Regions from separate parts of the Anser cygnoides genome. Here region 1 is linked to region 2. A link is a contact called in public Hi-C data. All regions are on one chromosome and are shown on one strand. The core of a region is the stretch at or near the end of the contact, and the rest is flanking DNA. Distances in the headings are between cores, read along the strand shown.

What was found. A called contact is a pair of places that touch in the nucleus more often than the background predicts.
Region 1: a Hi-C map of liver shows a contact between it and region 2, with 7 times the contacts expected there. The contact joins the promoter of ORMDL3 here to the promoter of IGFBP4 in region 2. A contact is called at or near these places in 2 of 7 Hi-C or Micro-C datasets (both in liver).

Annotation. Positions count from the first base shown.
Region 1 is chr22:7,768,291-7,775,759 of Taihu_goose_T2T_genome, forward strand. It overlaps ORMDL3 (ORMDL sphingolipid biosynthesis regulator 3), which reads right to left and starts at 5,705. Exons shown (of 4, transcript XM_066981449.1): 1 at 5,556-5,705; 2 at 645-851. The coding sequence starts at 818.
Region 2 is chr22:7,577,243-7,583,646 of Taihu_goose_T2T_genome, forward strand. It overlaps IGFBP4 (insulin like growth factor binding protein 4), which reads right to left and starts at 1,611. Exons shown (of 4, transcript XM_048053219.2): 1 at 1,163-1,611. The coding sequence starts at 1,574. LOC106049566 (collagen alpha-1(XVIII) chain-like) reads left to right here and starts at 5,066. Exons shown (of 23, transcript XM_048053179.2): 1 at 5,066-5,293; 2 at 5,427-5,569; 3 at 5,868-5,939; 4 at 6,065-6,127; 5 at 6,211-6,267. The coding sequence starts at 6,110.

The DNA of each region.
Region 1 (7,469 bases), core at 4,455-6,954, 200 kb after region 2:
ACAACGGGATGGCAGAGGCACGGAAGTGAGCAGTTAAACAGAGCATGGTTTTCTTCTGCTCACTGGGGAAGTTGTCACTGCATGGCTGCAGCACAGCACAAGACCGCGCTGTGTGAACGGAGCAGGCGCCCCGCTTCCCCTAGCCCGATGCTCTGACACATTGTCATTTGGGTACCTGATGCTTACAAGGGGAGAATCTGTCTCTGGACCAATCTTTTGCTTTAAGCAGAGCGAGCTGAGGGTTAATCTTGCTTTCTAACTGTGACGAGGCTGATCCAGTCTGATTGTATCAACCCAAGTGAAAGCTGCCACGCCAGCTTCTGTGGCCTGGTACAGCTATTCCTCTGCTAGGGTGGACACAGCGAAGGGACTTGCTCTGCAGGCAAATCAGTTGTGTCCCCTCTGGGCAGCCTTACCAGATGCTTGGAGTCTTATCAGTACCTAGGCTGGATTTAAATATATGACCTAGAGGAAAAGGCGCAGTCTGAGGGCTGGAGGTTGAGTAACTTACCCCACGTCTTTGGAAACAGAGAAAGGAACTGTGTCAACAAGAGCTGGATTAGATCTCTCTCAAAAGAACAGCTGGTGCAGAGAGATTACCTCTCCGTGCCCCAGAAGTCAAACCAACCACGCCGCTTCCTTACCATGTTGTGAATGATGTTAGTGAGAGTCCAAACCACGGGCACGCTGAAGAAGGGGATGCTCAGGAGCACAACGTGCAGCAGGCCGATTCCAAGGACGTAGGACAACCAGATGCCGCGGCTGTTCATGACACGGGTGTTGGGGTTCACCTCGCTGTGTGCCGTTCCCACGTTCATGGTGGCTCTCGTGTCAGTTGGGCACCCCTGAAACTAAAGCAGAGTCGGGTTAGGACTCGGACCGCTCTAACCCTCCGTCCAAATTTCTCAGCTAAGCACAGCGGGGGTGGAGGGTCTTGCTGTTAAGCAAGCTGAAATTTTTGTTTGCTATAAAAAAATCCCGCGTTGGTTCATTTCTCTGCACCTTGTTACTGATGTTTCTGAGGGGAGGCTGAATCTGGGAGCAGCTCGCGTTTGGGAACAGCGTGTGGGGAGCCTGTCTGTGACAGAAGCTACGTGTGAAGCGTTTTCCTGGAACCAAGATGTCAATGTTCAACGCGAGTCCTGCCTGACAAGACTCACAAGACTCAGATGAATACTTTAAGTGCTTTTTAAGCCATCATCACAGTATTAATAATGGAAGCACTTGGCTCATGAAGTTTCTTACATGTTTCTGGGTTCAACGTACTTTAAACTAAGAAAGCAAGCGCCAGTATTTGAAGAGTGAAGGCAAAGCAGCTATTTATCAACAGATCACCCGGTTAGTTCGCATAATTCAGGAGGGTTCTGCATGCTCTGGAGGCTCGCTGGTCTCCTGGTCTGGTCTGTAAGTTTTCCAATTTAAGGCTTGCGGGATGGGGGCAGTGGTAGCAGAATTCCCCTGTAGGGAAGGAGACTTGGAGCTCAGGTTTTTCTAAGCAATCCCAGGGAGATGAGGACGCAAGACAGCGTTATCCTTTCAGATTGCAAGTGGGTAACACCAGCAGTTTTTGGACCGGTGCCCTATGGACAACGCTGTGGCTTTTCGGACTGCTGCGCTGATAGCTACCAGCAGCAGGTATTGGTCACATTTTAGGCTTACTGAGAAGATGAGGGCTGCCATACCGCTTTTCAGGGATCACAGCAAAGAGGCAAATTAAAACCCCTGTAAGGCAGACTGTCTTCACATGTGGAAGGCCTTGCATGAAATCCTCACTGTCCACGTCCCAAGGAAACGTGGTTTCGTTAGGTACTACAGCCCGTCCCTCCTTGCAGAGGACCCCGAGGTGAGGGCTTTTTCCTGCTGTCTAGCCTTGTGTTGTTGCTGCTTTCGTTCCCACAGCTGAAGAACAAGTTGCTGTTCTCTCCAGCTCTCGCAGTCTCAAGAGGCGAGCCCGAGCCAGATCTAACATTACGCGCTGGATGTCGCTGCCAGCTGTTGCGAGTTCCCTTACGGAGCGCTGGGCCTGGCTTGTTTCAGAAGCTGCTGTGCTCTCCTGCTCCTGCCCAGGGCTCGCGCACACGGCTCGTGCTCGACTCTGCAGCTCCTGGGACGCTCGCTGCCACTTTCAGCCGGTGCTTGCTCAGCACCAGAGGCTGCCAGGTGAGCTGATGGATGCTCAGCTACTTCTGCTACCCAGGTGGTTCACATCTGGAGAAGGCTTTTGTTTCCCTTGCAGAAAAAAAACCCTACAGATCTGCAGGTCGCTCAGCCTCTTGGCACCTCTCCTGGGTGAGAGGCTGTCAGCTACCGGGCACTCCCGACGAGGAAGCTTGGTCTGGAAGCAGGACTCGGAGCCGGAGTTCAGCGCTCCAGGCCTGGCTGGGAGAGCAGCTCCGTCCCGAATCTGCTGCAGCTCCTAAAGGCTTTTGAAAGGAAATCTGGGGGCTGCAGCGAGGCGTAACCCAAGTCCAAAATGTCATACTACTGGGAAAAAGAGAAAGAAAAAGCAACCACCGCTGTGGAATGCATAAACAGGAGTGCTGCTTGCCAGACAAAGGAAATAATTCTCCTCGATATTGGTAAGGCCTCAGCTCGAATACTGTCCAGTGCTGGGAGGAGCTGGAGGGAGTCCAGGGGAGAGCTGTGAGAATGAGCAGAGGTGTAGGAAAAACATGACCTGCAAGGACAGCTTGAAGGAAATGGGTTTGTTTAGTCTAGAGAACACTCAAGAAAGATGTGATGAATAGTCCTCAAGTACTCAGAAGATAGCAGCAAAGAGAATGGAGACAAACCGCGCAGCGGCGTTAGCGGCACAGCGGAGGTTCGGAGCAACTCGACGGTGCAGGAAGCCTGATGCTGAACGGCCTCGCCGGAAGCTTTAAAATCGAGTTTAATTAACACAGAAAGAGAAGATTGTTTCCTCTTTGGAACTGGGGTGGTGACATCTTCCAGGCCCTCCCGCTCCCCCTCTTTTCTCGAGGTGATGCCGTTATCCGAGGGCCGCAGGAGCCCGCAGGCCTACAGCTGGAGGGGCAGCCTGGATGTTGAGGAATAAAAGCGCAGTTTCCATCTGGGGACAACTGTGAGTCTGGCGGTCAAAAAACAAGGAGCAACTTCCACCCGGCGCCACCTGCAAACGAGGGCAGTTGCAGAGCTGAGGCTGGGTGGCAAAGGGCCAAGCTCAGACGTTGCACGTGAAGCAATCCTCCTCCCTTTGCCTCAGTTTCCTTGCTTGTAAAAATGACTGGAGTGGTGAAATGCGAGTACAAACAGCACAGGAGGTGAATTCAGCCTTGCAAGACAGCTGTGGCGACGGCAAGCGTTAGGTCCTATTATTAGGATAATTTTGCATGCTTTTCTAACACTGCCTTCCCCACCTTAAAAATATTTCATTTGCGAATCTTTCCCATTTCTGACCTCGTGTTCGCAGCCCTTGCCCAAGCTCTTTGCTCACTTCAGATTGCACACAGAGCTTTGCACGTTATTGCAAAAGTCTGGCTGACGGAGCGCGCTGCCGAAGCTCAGATCCCTACCCCCATCCCCGACCCCATGTTGTTTGCTTTCTGATTTTACACCGGGGATTTGTTCACCTGCAGGAAAAAAAAAAAAAAAAAAACAAAAAAAACACCAAGGCGAGACACAAAAGCGGGAGGAACTCCAGCTCCGCCCCTGCAGCAGCTGGCTGCTGAGCTGCCCTTCCCAGTCGTGCAGCGCCGTTTCAGGACAGAAAAGTTTGGATGTTTCAACAGACCGGGTGTGAAGGTCAGGACTGCGCTGACGTTGGACGGTGGCCATCCAAGGAGGGAAAAAGTCGTGGTGGGACACAAACAGCGCACGCGATGGAGGAGCTGAGCCCTTCCTCTCTGCCCGGGCCTTTCTGTGCCTGCCTGACCGACTGCCCACCCGTCACTCGTGAGCTCCCGGCTGCCCAGGGCTCCCTCGGGAGAACCAGACCTGTCCCGGGGCTCCGAGCAAGGTGCTTTGGGGCTGCCAGCAGCTGACGTGACAGCACCTCCCTGCTTCTACAAAAAGGGGAAACAGCCCAACGTCAGCAGCTGCTGGAGGACCATGCCTAAAGCCATGCCACCAGCGCCCCGAGGCGCAGCTCCTTCCCCACCTCTTCTTTTGCTCCCCGGGGGGAGCCCAACCACCACCCCCCGCCCCGTCCCGCTGCTCAGCCGTGACCCAGAACGCCGGGCAGGGCACGGCTCTTCCCGACAGCCGTTCCCCGGGGTGCTGCAGGATTGCACCCTGCTGCTGGCCGCCTCGCCCGCTGCCTGCTCCGTGCGGGAGCTTTATCTGAGGACCGCAGAGGTGAGGAAGGCAGCAGGTGCTTATCTCGGGCGATCTTCCTGAGCGTTCCCAGCATGCAAGCGATTGTGATCCGGGGGAGCCGCGGCAGAGCCGCAATCCCTATCTCTGGCAGCAACAGCACTCGCCATCTCCCCAGCAAATAAATATTTTAAACCCTTCTTTGCGAGAGCCGGAGTTATCGAGTGCCTCGAAGATGTTGGCTGCACGTAAAGGCGGCTGATAGGGGAAGGTGCTGGCACGTCGGACTAACCAGCACTGCTTTGTGGCCCCGAGCTGGGCCGCTGGAGGCTCTGCCGGGCCGGAGCCTGGCCGTGAACCCAGGACCCGGGGCAGCGGCGGGACGGGGGTCAGGATGAGGCCCCGGCTGATGCAAGCAGCAGAAGAAGCGAGAGCAATTGTGGGGGGGCACAGCAGCAGCTGGATCTGTGTCCTGCTGGGGGATCTGTGCCCCCCCCCCCCCCATGGGATCTGTGCCCCCCTGTGGGATCTGTGTCCCGCTGTGGGATCTGTGTCCCGCTGTGGGATCTGTGCCCTGCTGTGGGATCTGTGCCCCCCCCTCCCATGGGATCTGTGCCCCCCCCCGTGGGATCTGTGCCCTGCTGTGGGATCTGTGCCCCCCCCCGTGGGATCTGTGTCCCGCTGTGGGATCTGTGCCCTGCTGTGGGATCTGTGCCCCCCCCTCCCATGGGATCTGTGCCCCCCCCCGTGGGATCTGTGCCCTGCTGTGGGATCTGTGCCCCCCCCCGTGGGATCTGTGTCCCGCTGTGGGATCTGTGCCTTGCTGTGGGACCTGTGCCCCCCCAATGGGATCTGTGCCCCCTTCTGGATCTCTGCCCCCCCCGTGGGATCCGTGCCCCCCCCCCCGTGGGATCTGTACCCCCCTCAGCGATCTGTGTCCCCCTCCGGATCTCTGCCCCCCCTCCCCCCGATCCCCGCCCCCCCCGCCCCGTTGCGGGGGCACTGGGCACCGGGCAGCGCTACAGGTCGGGGCTGTCCGCCGGGGGTCCCTCCCCCCGCCCAGCTCCGAACAAAGCCCCGGCCGCTGCCCAGCGGGGACCCGGGGATCGCCCCCAGCCCCCGGCAGCAGCCCCCGGTTTTGCAGGGGATCACCGGAGCCGGCTGCGCCCCGGGACCGGCCGCCGCCCCCCTGCCCCCGCTGCACGCCGGGGGGGCTCGGCCTCGCCGCGGGACCCCCCCCCCCCCCCTCCGGCCCGGCCCTGCCCGGCCCGGCCCGCACTCACCGCTGCGGCCCCGGCCCGGTTCAGCCCGGTTCGGCTCGTCCCGGCTCGGCTCGGCCCGGCCCGGCCCGGGCTCTCCGCCGCGCACCCGCCGCGCTCCCGGCCGGCCCCACGGCGCGTCCCGCCCCGGCCCCGCGGCACGCCGGGAGTTGTAGTCCGGGCCTGGAGCCACAGGGTCACAGAACCGCAGAATCCTGGAATCACAGCATCACAGAATCCTAGAAACACAGAAACCTAGAATCACAAAAACACAGAATAGCAGAATCCTAGAATCACAGAATCCCAGAATCACAGAACCGCAGAATCCTAGAACCACAGAACCGCAGAATCCTAGAATCACAGAGTCACAGAATCACAGAACCACGGAATCCTAGAACCACAGAATCACAGAATCCTAGAATCACAGAATCCTAGAATCACAGAGTCACAGAATCCTAGAATCACAGAATCACAGAATCACAGAATCCTAGAATCACAGAATCACAGAATCCTAGAACCACAGAATCCTAGAATCACAGAATCATGGAATCACGGAATCACGGAATCACAGAATCACAGAATCCTAGAATCACAGAATCCTAGAATCACAAAAACACAGAATAGCAGAATCCTAGAATCCCAGAATCCCAGAACCACAGAACCACAGAATCCTAGAATCACAGAATCACGGAATCACAGAGTCACAGAATCCTTGAATCACAGAATCACAGAATCCTAGAACCACAGAATCCTAGAATCACAGAATCACGGAATCACGGAATCACAGAATCACAGAACCGCAGAACCGCAGAATCCTAGAACCACAGAATCACAGAATCACAGAACCACAGAATCCTAGAATCACAGAATCACGGAATCACAGAGTCACAGAATAGCAGAATCCTTGAATCACAGAATCACAGAACCACAGAATCCTAGAACCACAGAACCACAGAATCCTAGAATCACAGAATCCTAGAATCACAGAATCACGGAATCACGGAATCACAGAATCACAGAATCACAGAACCGCAGAATCCTAGAAACACAGAATCCTAGAATCACAAAATCACAGAATAGCAGAATCCTAGAACCACAGAATCACAGAATCACAGAACCACGGAATCCTAGAATCACAGAATCACGGAATCCTAGAACCACAGAATCCTAGAATCACAGAATCACGGAATCACAGAATCACAGAATCCTAGAACCACAGAATCACAGAATATCCCGAGTTGGAAAGGACCCGCAAGGACCTGATCTAGGAGTATGATGAAAAATGTTGCACTCCAAGTTGGAAATTGGAGAGGAAAATGTTCATGTAGACGTAACAATTGTGCTCAAACAGCTGATTACGCTTTTTTCTTACACCTTAACAGATGCTTACACCTTCTAACTTAAAACCTGAGAAGCAACAGGTAGTTTCTACGTTTCCCTTGGGGACAGTGTACTCTTCTGTATTTTGCTTCTATACAAACAGTTCAAAATTTTAAAGTCGTGTTGTCAGTCATACAACCAAACAACCTTGCACGGCATTACATGTTCCCCCCCAGACAGGTCAAGCCCTGAATGCAAGACCAGACAAGTAAATAATGCCAACATGTAAAACTAACTTGTAAATACATTACTTTTTGGCAGGTTTTTTTGGCACTTTGTGGGGCTTAACTGTACTTCAGTGAGAAGAATGTCCTCTGGTGTGAACTGAAATTATACCTCTATGCCACAATGGTTTTTTTTTGTTTTGTTTTGTTTTGGGGGTGGGGGGGAGAGGGGCAAAATTCCTTGTGGACACCTGAAGGAGTTGCAAAATAATAATAAAATTTAGGTGAAGGAAAAGTTCCTTCTCTGTTGTTGTTGTTGTTTTCTTTTCCATACAGTCTCAAAATGAAGGCCCCCATCGTTAGGGTTGGAACCCCTCCCCAAAACCACCCGGCC
Region 2 (6,404 bases), core at 361-2,860:
AAAAAATGCTGCGTTACACGGGGCAAAGCCAAAAGCAACAGGCCTTGGCAGCCCGACACAGCCCCGGGCCAGGGAGCCCAGACAGCTCCTGCAGGATGTGGGATGAGGACAAGCAGGCAGGGCAGGGGGTCCCGCAGCAGACCCTGTGCCGGGCACTCACAGCCGACTCCTGCCCCTGGGGAGGGGCAGCTGGGGGGACCTCTGCAAAGGGTCCTCGTCACTGGTATGGAGGAGAGAGGGGCTGGGATCCGGCCCTTGGGGCCGGCAGCACCGCAGCAGGGAGCTGGAAGAGCCATGCCGGAGAGCCCCGGGTGACCTGCGTGGGGACACAGGGCCAGGGCACCTTGCGGGCTGTCCCGTGGTGGGTGCTGCCCCCCAGTCCAGGGGACGTGGTCCCAGTCACAGCCCATGGGATGGGGAAGGGGGCAGCATGGGCATCCAGAGCGCCAAAAGGGCCAGATCTCAGCCCCCAGGAGCGGGTCTGTTCGCTCTGCCAAACCACATGAACAGCTCTGGGGTGCTGCCCACGATCCCCAAACTCTGCCCGGGCACCATGAGGGTGGCAGAGGGTCACGATGGACACCGATGACAGGGCAGTGGGGTGGACAAGCAGAGCCTGCAGGCAGCGGGGCTGCAGCCCTTGGGGTCCCCCGGCTTGGCACTGCCCTGCCCGGCCGTGGGGTGGAGGAGGAAGGACACAGAGCCCCTGCGCAGGACACGCCGACCTGTTTGCGAGGGAAGCAGGTGCCCCGCGGCCTCTTTCCTGTTTCCTCCCGGCCGTGCCGGCAGCATCCCGTGGAAGGGAGAGCTCAGGGGTCACCGCACAACGGGAGCTCCCCCGGCAGCAGGACCCCGAGCACGGTGCCCCACAGCACCGCGTGCAGCCGGTCCCTGCCCGGCCCAGGGGCTGCACGGTGCCACCAGCTGTGGCCGTGGCACTGCAGGTGACGATGGCACCGATGTGACCCAGCCGTGAGATCCCCTGCCGCCCAGCGCACAGGACACCAATCGGGACAAACCTCCTTGAGCTTCCCCATCCCCAAAATCCCCCCCCCCATCCCCTTCCGACCCTCCCCGAGCAGCAAGATCGGTGCCACCCCTGCGCTGCCAGAGGACCCCCCCCCCACCACCACCCCAATTTGCGCATCCCCCAGTGCCTTACCCGGCGGCTGGAGGCTCTCCTGGATGGCTTCGACGTCGGCCAGGTCGGTGCAGACCCCCTGGCCGTGCATGAGGGTGTGCAGGGGCCGGGGCACGCCGCGGGGGGGGTAGCAGCGCAGCCCGGCCCCGCAGCGCGCCGTGTACACCCCGCACGCCGTGCCGCGCCCGAGCGCGCAGGTGGCGCAGCACCCGCAGCCCGGCTCCCGCACCAGCTCGGCGCAGCCCTGCGGGGCTTTGCAACGAGCCAAGCGCTCCTCCGAGCACGGCGGGCACTGGATCGCTTCCTCCCCTCCCCCGCCTTGCCCCTGCACCGGGGCAGCTCCCGGTGCCGCCCCCGCCGCCAGCACCGCCGCCAGCACCGGGACCAGCACCGCCGGTGGCAGCAGCGGCAGCCGCGCCGCGCCCCCGCGCATTGCGGCCCCGCGCTGCAGCGCTCGGGCTGGCGGCGGGCGCGGGGGGCAGGCGGCGGGGGCTTTATGCCGCCCCGTGGCCACACCTCCCGCCGGCACCGGGGCCACCGGCGGGGCCGCCCCCGACAGCCCCGGCCCCCCCCCTCCCGCCCCCCCGGGCAGAGCCGCTGCGCGCAGCCGGTGCCGCGTTGGGCACCCGGTGGGTTCGGCGCTGCGGCTGCCGGAGGGGGCAGCGCCGGTACCGGGAGAGCCCCCCCCCCCCCGCCCCGGGTCGGTACCGGCCCCGGCGGGTCCCCGCTGGCAGCCCCCGTGGTGATCTGCCCCGGGGGGCTTCGGCACTGCTGTCCCCGAGGGTGTGCGCTGCCCGGTGCTGAGCTGCTGGGGGGGTGCGGGGGGGGGGGACTGGGATAGGATGGGATGGGGTGGGATAGACTGTGATGGGATGGGGATGGGGATGGGTTGGGGATAGGGATAGGGATAGGGATAGGGATAGGGATAGGGATAGGGATAGGGATAGGGATAGGGATAGGGATAGGGATAGGGATAGGGATAGGGATAGGGATAGGGGTAGGGATAGGGGTAGGGATGGGGATGGGGATGGGGATGGGGATGGGGATGGGGATGGGGATGGGATGGGACGGGGGGATGGGGATGGGGATGGGGATGGGGTTGGGGATAGGGATAGGGGTAGGGGTAGGGATAGGGGGGGATAGGGGGGGATGGGGATGGGGGGGATGGGGATGGGGGGATATGGGATGGGATGGGGGGATATGGGGGGATAGGGATGGGGGGATAGGGATGGGGGTAGGGATGGGGATGGGATGGGATGGGGATGGGATGGGATGGGGGGAGGGGATGGGGATGGGATGGGATGGGACGGGAGGGGATGGGGATGGGATGGATGGGATGGGATGGGATGGGGGGATGGGATGGGATGGGATGGGATGGGATGGGATGGGATGGGATGGGATGGGATGGGATGGGATGGGATGGGATGGGATGGGGGCATCCTGCAGGGCAGCAGCTGCACCGCAGGGGGCTGCATCCGGAGCCAAGGTCCCAGTGTGGGGCGAGCCCTGCCCCACTCCACACCCCACGGCCCTCAGGCTGGGACCATCCCAGCCCCAAGCGCAGAGACCCGAAGGCGGCCGGCAGAGCCCCGGCATGCTCGGAGGCTGTCCCGGCTCCCCAGCACCCCACATCCCCCCCTGCACCCCCACCCCCCTGCACCCCTCCGGGCCCGATCCCCGCGCAGGCACCGCACCGGGGCCGATAAGTTGCAAGGTGCCGGCACCTAGCGGAGGAAAGCGGGAGGAAAACGGGCGGCGAGCCCCGAGGATGGGGATTGTGCCCGGAGGGAAGGGACCGAGCCCCCGGGGGCTGCTCTGCCCCTGCCTCCCCCGGCCCCCCCCCCCTTGCAGCCCCGGAGCCCTGCGGTGGGCTGCACGGCGGAGCGGTGGCACCTCGGACCATGGGCAGCAGCAGCCTGGGACGTGGGCTTGGAGAACCACGGGATGTCCCGAGTGGGAAGGGACCCTCAGGGATCACTGGGTCCAGCTCCTGGCCCTGCACAGGGCCACCCCCAGATCAGACCTTATATGCGACCAGCAGGCTCGGTGTCCCTGGGGAGCCCGTCCCAGTGCCCGGCCACCCCTGGGTGCAGAACCTTTCCCTGACACCCAGCCTGAGCAGGGCGAGCCAGCGGGTTTGGGACTGCTCCGCGCCACCTTTGAGGCAATTAACGGTAATTAACCACTTGGACATCAGCTGAGGCTTCACCGCAGGGCTGAGCCGGGCTGCTGCGGGCATCAGAGGGAGGCGTGAGGGGTGTAATGCAGCCCCATGCCCCCCCCCGGCCCTCCTTGTGCCACTTTGGTGTAGCTCAGAGGAGCAGCAGCAGGAACAGGACCCTGTGCACGCCATCAGTGTAATCTGTCTCATTTGCCCTCAGTCAGGGGACAGCGGGGCGGAAGGTGGGGAGCAGCAAGGGGACAAAAGCCACCCCCACGCCGTGCCCGCAGCCTGGCCACGCTTGGGAAGGGCTGAGCCCATCGCAGCCCCCGCGAGAGGAGCAGAGCCAGCCCGTAGCGCTGAGAACCCCACGCTCGTCTCACGGCTGAGCACACCCGATTTTTGGGGCTTCGGTGCCAGCAAAGCCCCGCTGGCCGTGAGCAGGAGCATCTTCTCTGCCCCGTGAGGGAGAGCCAGGCAGTGCTGAGCCTGGGGGCTGGGGCTGCTGCGGGCAGGACGCAGGCAGGGGCCGTGTCCCCCACCCTCACCCCCCGGCCCCCTTCTCCCCCTCCCCAAAGCGGGGACCCTGCAGAGCATCGGCACCCGGCGCTGCCCCCGAGCCCCCCTGCCCTGCCTGGCACAGCCACGCGTGGCCGTGACACGGGGCAGAGGCGCCAGCCTTGACACGGTGTCCAAGCCAGGGCCAAACCCAAACAGGTGCCCAGCCCTGCTGGGGCCGCGGCACCTTATCAGGCCTTGGCAGCGCTGAGCGCCCGCCGGGGAGGCTGTTGTGTCTGCGGGGCCGGAGGGAGCAGGCAGAGCGCCGGCGGGGGACGGGGACGTGCTCGCCGTGCAGCCCCGGGGGCTGTCCCCATGCTCTGGCTGGGCGCGGGTCCTCCACGTCCCCCAGCCCAGCACAATCCTGTGAGATGGAGAGGGGGCTGCACCCCACTGCCACGCTGCCCCCACCCCGAGATGCTCAGCGCAGCCCCGCTCACCTGCGGGTGATGGGAAGCCCCCGTGCTCCCAGGTCTGGGGCTCTTTGGGCTCCCAGACTCGGGGTCTTTGGGGTTCCTGGGGCTGGGGGTGCCCCGCTGGCTGCTGCCTCCCTGCGACACCCCAACAGCTCCGGAGTCACCCCAGCCCTGCAGAGGGGCTGCAGGTCCCAGCAGTGCCAGGGCAGACGGGGATCTGGGAGCTCAGGGGCTGCAGCCCCCAGCCCAAGCTGGAGCAGGGGGGCTGGGGACCACACGCACCCACGTTGGGGTGCTGCAGCTGCCCACCCTACCAGACCCCGATGCCTCCCTCGTGCTCTCCGCGCTCTCGCAGCCCCCTCCCCACGGCTCAGCACATCTCAGAGCCAGGCACCCATGGCCGGGCAGACCCCATGGAGCACCCAGACCCCATGGAGCACCCAGCTGCTCCCCGCCGCATTCAGTGCCCCCTGCTCCCAGCCAGCCCTTTCCCACACTCATAGTGGTTTTTACTCCCAATTTCCAGGCAGCATCTCCTCCCCCAGCTCCCTCTTCCCTGGCGTCAGCGGCTCCCTCCGCCAGCCCAGCCCTGGCTCCCTTCCCTAGGGTTCCTCTGCCTGCCCCCCCCATCCCTGGCCGGGGCACACGGTGGCTCGGCTGTAAGCGCTCAGCCCCGTGCCGGATGCGGCCCGTGGGGTGCGGGTGCCGGGGCGGGCGAGGGGGCGTGTCGGGGCCCGCCGTGATAACAGCGGGAGCCGCGTCGGGGCCGCAGGAGCAGACGGTGTGGGCGAACGGCATGAGCCAGGCCCCCCCGTCCTTGGCACCCTGAGGCAGCAGCATGGGGTCCGGGGACCCCCAGAACCTCCTCCACACCCTCTGCATCCTCTGGATGCTGGCCGGGCGCCTGCCCCCCTGGCACAGCCCAGTGGTTTTACCCCCTGGGCTCCGAGGACACCACCCCGGAGCCAGGCACCAGCCCCACGGCCCCCACGCTGCCCACCCTGGACGGGGAGGAAGGTAGGTATGGCAGGGCGGGGGCACGGCACCCCCAAGCTCCGGCACCCCGGCGAGGAGGGGACAGCTCGGGGGCACAGCGGTGGCCGCCCCTGGTCCCGGTCCAGCCCAGCACCCTCACCCTTTGGTCCCGCAGATGGAGACGCTGGCGAGGTGGAGCCCACGAGGAAGGTGCTGCTGAGCAAGCCCCCGCTGGCGGCGGGCTCCAGGAGACGGGAGCCCCCCTCCAGGGGCGCAGCCAAGGGTCCGGGCCATGCCCCATCGCGTGCACGAGCCCAGGTGCCTGTCCCCGGGTGGCACGCGGCCAGGAGCAGCACCCCGACCCCCCCCGCCCCCGGCCCCTTCCAGATCTCCCCAGCTGCTCTCCGTGACCTTCCCCTTATCTGCACCCGGCCGGGCTCAGCCACAACAGCCCAGGCAGGGCAGCGCCTCCTGCTCAGCCTCCTTCCTCCTCGGCCCCTTGGAGAGCAGCTGCAGCAGCTCCTGGTGCCCCCCAGCATGGCTCGCAGGGGCCAGGACCCCCCGTGTCCCCCCCCACCCCAAAATCCCCTTTCTGAGCTCTCTCCGTCTGCCCTAGCACAACCGCCCCACGGCCGCCCCGCGGATCTTCGAGGGGAGCGCGGAGGAAGAGGAGTTCCTGCAGATCAAGGTGTGGGGGGGGGGGGGTCCTGAATTGGGGGGGGGCTGCGAGGAGCAGCTGGGGACGGGCACTGGGTGGGCAGGACGGGGATGGGGCTGCGGGGGTCTCACGCTCAGTCCCCCCTCTCTACACAGAGCACAGCGAAGGGGCTGCCCCCGCAGGTGCCCCCGGCCCCCAAAATGGACACAGCTCTCCAGGTGAGAGGGGGGTGCAGGGTGTCCGTGCCCCTTCCCCGGCCCCCCCCAGCCCCGCAGCTCACGGCTCACCCCCCCCCCTCCAGATTCACAACGGCTCCAGCTGCGTCTGCCCCGTGCGCCCTGGCCCTCCTGGCCCGAAGGTACCCGGCGTGGGGGGCTCCTGGGGGGATGCAGGGGGGGCTCGGGGACCCGCCGGGAGAGACCCTGCGGCTCCTCTGGCTGTGCAAAACCATCCCTACTCTGGGTTTGCATTCTTGCTTTGGGGTCTGCATCACGG